2 separate regions of the Muntiacus reevesi genome follow, and region 1 is linked to region 2. Evidence: chromatin contacts called from public Hi-C data. All regions are on one chromosome and are shown on one strand. Each heading gives the region's core, a stretch centred on a gene start, on an enhancer-like site or on the middle of the called end of the contact. The rest is flanking DNA. Distances are from core to core; before and after follow the strand shown.

What was found. Hi-C and Micro-C count contacts between places; a contact is called where the count stands out from the background.
Region 1: a Hi-C map of blood shows a contact between it and region 2, with 4 times the contacts expected there. The contact joins the promoter of PTTG1 here to the promoter of TTC1 in region 2. A contact is called at or near these places in 2 of 3 Hi-C or Micro-C datasets (blood and muscle).

Annotation. Positions count from the first base shown.
Region 1 is chr1:249,200,264-249,202,963 of mMunRee1.1, forward strand. It overlaps PTTG1 (PTTG1 regulator of sister chromatid separation, securin), which reads left to right and starts at 1,354. Exons shown (of 6, transcript XM_065936411.1): 1 at 1,354-1,420; 2 at 1,894-1,994. The coding sequence starts at 1,904.
Region 2 is chr1:248,807,676-248,810,375 of mMunRee1.1, forward strand. It overlaps TTC1 (tetratricopeptide repeat domain 1), which reads left to right and starts at 1,388. Exons shown (of 8, transcript XM_065919029.1): 1 at 1,388-1,478; 2 at 2,544-2,700. The coding sequence starts at 2,574.

The DNA.
Region 1 (2,700 bases), core at 104-2,603, 390 kb after region 2:
GTAAAAACATACACACTTTCTCCCCCTCTTTTCTTCTTGATGTCTAGCACAGTGACTAACGTTTAATAAATATTTATTGAATGAATGAGTCATTCAATGTTTTGGCCCTGAAATGCCAGGGAAGAAGGGACAATGAACTGGCATATATTTCGAACCATATCTATGCCAGGTAGTGCTAAGGCTTTTGTGAAAGAGTAATGTAGGCTTAACTCCTCCCTCCCAACTTACCCGCTAAGTTAAAAAGTATTTGGTGACCTGTTGGGAGTAGAGTTTAGATGACACAGATCATCCTTGGTCTTTTGAATTGATTCCTTTATATTGTTTAATATATTTCCATTTACCATAGAAGGGTTTCCCTTGTGGCTCAGCTGGTAAATCCACCTGCAATGAAATTAAAGCACAATGAAATTGTGGTTTAAAAAGTTGATGACCTTTTTCTTTCTATGGCGAAGTGAAGTGATAGTGGCTCGGTCCTGTCCAACTCTTTGCAACCCCATGGATAGTCCATGGAATTCTCCAGGCCAGAATACTGGAGTGGGTAGCTTTTTTCTTCTCCAGGGGATCTTCCCAATCCAGGGATGGAACCCAGGTGTCCCGCATTGCAGGTGGACTCTTTACCAGCTGGAGCCACAAGGGAAGCCCTTTCTATGGTAAAGTGAAAGTGAAAGTCGCTCAGTCGTGTCTGACTCTTTGCGACCCTATAGTCCATGGAATTCTCCAGGTCAGAATACTGAAGTGGGTAGCCTTTCCGTCCTCCAGGGGATTTCCCAACCCAGGGACCGAACCCAGGTCTCTTGCATTGCAGGCGGATTCTTTACCAGCTGAGCCTCAAGGGAAGCCCTTCTATGGTAAATGGAAATATATCAAACAAGATAAAGGAATCAATTCAAAACGAGGGACACCTTGGTTCGATCCCTGGTTTGGGAATATCTCCTGGAGAAGGGAAAGGCTATCCTGGCCTGGAGAATTCCATGGACTGTATTGTCCAAAGTCAAATGACTTTGACTTTGGACACATCAAAGTGTCTCAGGAAAAAAACAGAAAATTGCAAAAGCCAACTCTGTATCTTGTTATAACATTAATAATAACTTTCTTGGAATTAAAGACCGTATTTACTCTCCTCTATCTCTCTGGGGGGGAGATTTAAAAACAACCATTAATAGACATCCACGACCAAGTTGTGAGCGGGTTTGATTTTTTTTCCTCCCGGGGAACAAACGACGAACTTGCGGGGAAAAGCTTTCAGGGCGGAGCCCAGGGAGCGTACGTTCCTCCCATTGGTTCTTCCGGAGCCTCCGCCCCGCCCCTGTCCCGCCTCCTGGATGGATGAACCAATAGGGACGTAAGTTGTGGTTTAAACGCGGAGTCTGGCGCGGCCGCTGGAGCCGTGTCTTGAGAGAGTTTGGCTGTTACTCCGAACGTGGGTGAACCGAGCGGTACCGAGTGGTTAGTCGGGCACGGTCCAGCGGCGTAGGAAGCGGGAGTAGGCTTTATGTGTGGGGGCTCTGGGTCCTGGGAACCGGGGTCCGGGTGTCTGGGAGCCGGGGCCTGGGGTTTGGGGGCTGGGACTTTCCTGGAACGTCAGACGCGCTCACCTGGCTTGAGCCACGGTCTTGAGCTGCGTGTGCGACCCACGTCAGTTTGGTTCCAATGAGTACCAGGGCCTGTGCCAGTCCCAGACCGCCAGCTTTTCAGGAACTTAAGGCCCCTGACGCAGGCGTCAAGATTTAAGAACTGGATTAAATGCTTGTTGGCTCAAGATCCGGCTTCTACCTCTGCTTAGCTCCTGTTTTTGCGTAGACGTCCCCAGGGTAGAAAGTTGGGTCAGTGCTACACTTTAGCTTCTTTCATCTTCCTAACTCCCAAGGTTTAATGAGTGTTTCACACCTCTAGTTGATCCAGAATGGCTACTCTGATCTATGTTGATAAGGAAAATGGAGAACCAGGCATCCATGTGGCTCCTAAGGAAGGGCTGAAGCTGGGGTCTGCACCTTGTAAGTATACAGGCGGCTCTCAGGTACACAGGTATTGTGAATCAGTGGTGGGTGTGCTTGGAGCTGGGGGAGGCCCAAATATACTTTGTGGGCAGTTGGAGTCGTCCGTGCTAAGTCGCTTCAGTCGTCTCCGACTTTTTGCGGCCCTGTGGACTGTGTAGCCGGGCAGGCTCTTCTGTCCATGGACTTCTCCAGGCAAGAATACTGGCGTGGGTCGCCATGCCCTTCTCCAGGGGATCTTTATGATCCAGGGATTAAACCGGAGTCTCTTAAATCTCCTGTATTGCCAGGCGGGTTCTTTACCAGGAGCGCCACCTGGGAAGCCCAGTTGGAGTCGAGTTTACCCAATACTCTTACTGCCAAGTACTTATGGGTCTCTTTATGTTCAGTATCTTTTAAAAAAAAATTATTTATTTATTTTTGGATGTACTGGGTCTTTGTTGCTGCCTGGCCTTTTCTCTAGGTGCGATGAGTGGGGGATACTTTTCTATTTGTGATGCCCAGGCTTCTCATTGCAGTAGCTTGCATTGTTGCAGAGCATGGGTTCTAGGGGATGCTGACTTCAGCAGTTGAGACACATGGGCTCAGTAGTTGTGGCTCCAGAGCACAGGCTCAATATTTGTGGCACATGGACTTAGTTGCTTTGTGGCATGTCGGGGTTCCTGGGTCAGGGATCTCACCCCTGTCTCCTGCGTTGGCGGGCAGA
Region 2 (2,700 bases), core at 138-2,637:
CTAACCACTTAACTTTTTTAAGGTCTTACTGTATTTAAAAAAATATTAAAAGGTTTCTAAAATTCTGATATATTTTTAATATTTACTTTTGGCATATTAAAACTTTTGATTTACTCAAAAACATAACTGTATGTATAACCTCATTCAGACATAAATTCAAAAAGCAAATGTGATACCCTTCTTGAAAAGGTCACTTCCAGCTTACTCTGCAGTAGGTTCTGTGAATTATAGAAAACAACAATATTCTGTTGTTATCATTGGTTATGTATCTGGCTACCTTAAAGGAATATCTCAGTTCTGTATTACTAGCGGGCAATGCTTGGGGTCTAATTAACATTCAGTAAACATTGGTGATGGACAGGGAGGCCTGGCGTGCTGCGATTCATGGGGTCGCAAAGAGCCGACACGACTGAGCGACTGAACTGAACTGAAGTGAAACATTGGGAAAGACCCTGATGCTGGGAAGGGTTGGGGGCAGAAGGAGAAGGGGACGACAGAGGATGAGATGGCTGGATGGCATCACCGACTCGATCGACAGGAGTTTGAGTAAACTCTGGGAGTTAGTGACAGACAGGGAGGCTTGGCTTGCTGCGATTCACGGGGTCACAAAGAGTCGGACACGACTGAGCAACTGAACTGAAACATTTCTTTAATGAATGTATAAGCCAACAGTTCGCTTTTGGTTCCAGGACTGCTTAACACTCTCGAATATTATTGAGGACCACGGAAAGCTTTTATGTGGGTTCTACGTATAACTGAAAATATTGTAATATTAGTTTATTAATTAACTTAAAACAATACACCCATTATATGCTAACATAAATAATCTTTCTATAGATAACTAAGTTTTCCAAAACAAAAAATGTATATACAGTGAAGAGTGGCATTGTCCTACATTTTTGCAAATCTCTGGCTTAATAAAAGACATCTGGATTCTCGTCGCTCCTGGGTTCAATCCATTGCGCTATCACAGGACACATATCCTCTGGGAAAATTCATTGTATATTCATGAGAGGAGGATGGAGAGGGCATTAACAACTTATCAACACTGTTTTGATCTAGCTGTAGACCCCTTTCGACAAAAATACACTTTGAGAAACACTGTAGGGAAAACTAATTTTTAACAAAGTTCATGCTTCAGGACTCTTCTGTACACAGCACAGCTGGCATGAGAGAGGTCAGAGGAGAGGAGTAAAAGGAACACCATAGAAACAGCCTTTCTCTTCCTTTTTTCCTCCAGAGCCCAGTATCGCGGAGTCTTGCCGTAACCCAAGATGGCAACCATCTCTCATTTTCAGTCCGTACAATGACGTCATAGAGCGACAATGCCGCACCCTCTCACTGAGGTTTTACAACATTTCCCAGGATGCTTTGCCAACGGTGACGCTATTCACCGGCGCCGACGGAAGAGCACCTGACTGAGCGGAAGTAGAGATCTCTGAGGCGAGGAAGGTGAGGACGAGAGGAACTGTGAAGCTGTGAGTAGCCACATGAGTCTGTAGTCTTGGCGGTGAGGGACACAGCCAGGGGAGGAACGTTTGGAAAGTGTGGGGGTGGCCCTCCTTAACTCAGGAGCCTCAGACCCTTCGTTCTTATACTAGTCCTGGGAGCGGGGAAAAACAAAACGTTGCTGTGGAGGCACAGTCTCCGTATTAAAATCGTACTGTTTTAAGTTTTCTTGGGACGAGATAGGGGCGAATTCGGGTTCTGCCGCAACCCAAGGGTCTTTGGCGTGATTTTACTGCGACCGGAGGAGTGGCGCTGCTGACGGTCTGACTCAGCTTCTACAGCACTAGTTCTCAATTGGCTGCACCTGAAAGTCACCTGGGATGCCGTTTTAAAAACTACAGATGCTCTGGCTCCACGCCAGACCAGTAAATCAGAATCTGTGGAGTATATAATCTGGTCAACAATACTTGCTAAAGCGTTTCGAGTGTTAACGTTGTGCATACAGGGTTAAGAACCACGCTTTTCATGGCTAATTCCGACTCCTTCGGGAATCCTGATTAGGGCTACCTGAGCCAAGGCCTCTCTTCCACTGTAACCTGCGTGGGCTGTATCACATGCAAGTGGGTGAAGTTGATGATTGCTCTGTTGGCACGGATTGTATGTTGAGCTCTACCAGAAACTTATTTTTGAACTTCGTACGGTGATGCTGGGAAGACAGGTCACAGTCTCTTATTTACGACCTGGTTGTTCATTCTGAATAAAAATTAGAAACGCGTTGTTTTTCTTGCCATTGTTTTCGCTTCTGCCATTTTTTTGCAACCTTGAAAAACTGGGAGCAGTAGAAGATGGAGGAATCACATTAAAATCGGTGTCTCTTATTGGCTTGTAAGAAGTTTTGAAAAGGGTAGCAGTTATAATTACATTTGGCATTATTTGTGGGCTTATGAAAGCCTTTATATATGGCTTTATAATTGAATCAATGAAAATAAGTTAGGATGTGATTTGAATTTTGATGCAGAAGTTTGTTTAAATGTGATAGTTAGAATTGAATAGGCAGGTAGATAGCATTACCTAACCTATTTTCTCTTTTGCAGTTTCAGCTTCACCTCCCTCACTGATTCAGCATGGGGGATAAGTCAGAGAACTGTAGGGTTCCAGAGGATCTGTTCACTGGTTTGAAAGTTACAGATCCCCAGGAAGCAGAGTGTGTTAACCCTCCAGTATCTAGTGCCAAAGAGCATCATTCCCGGA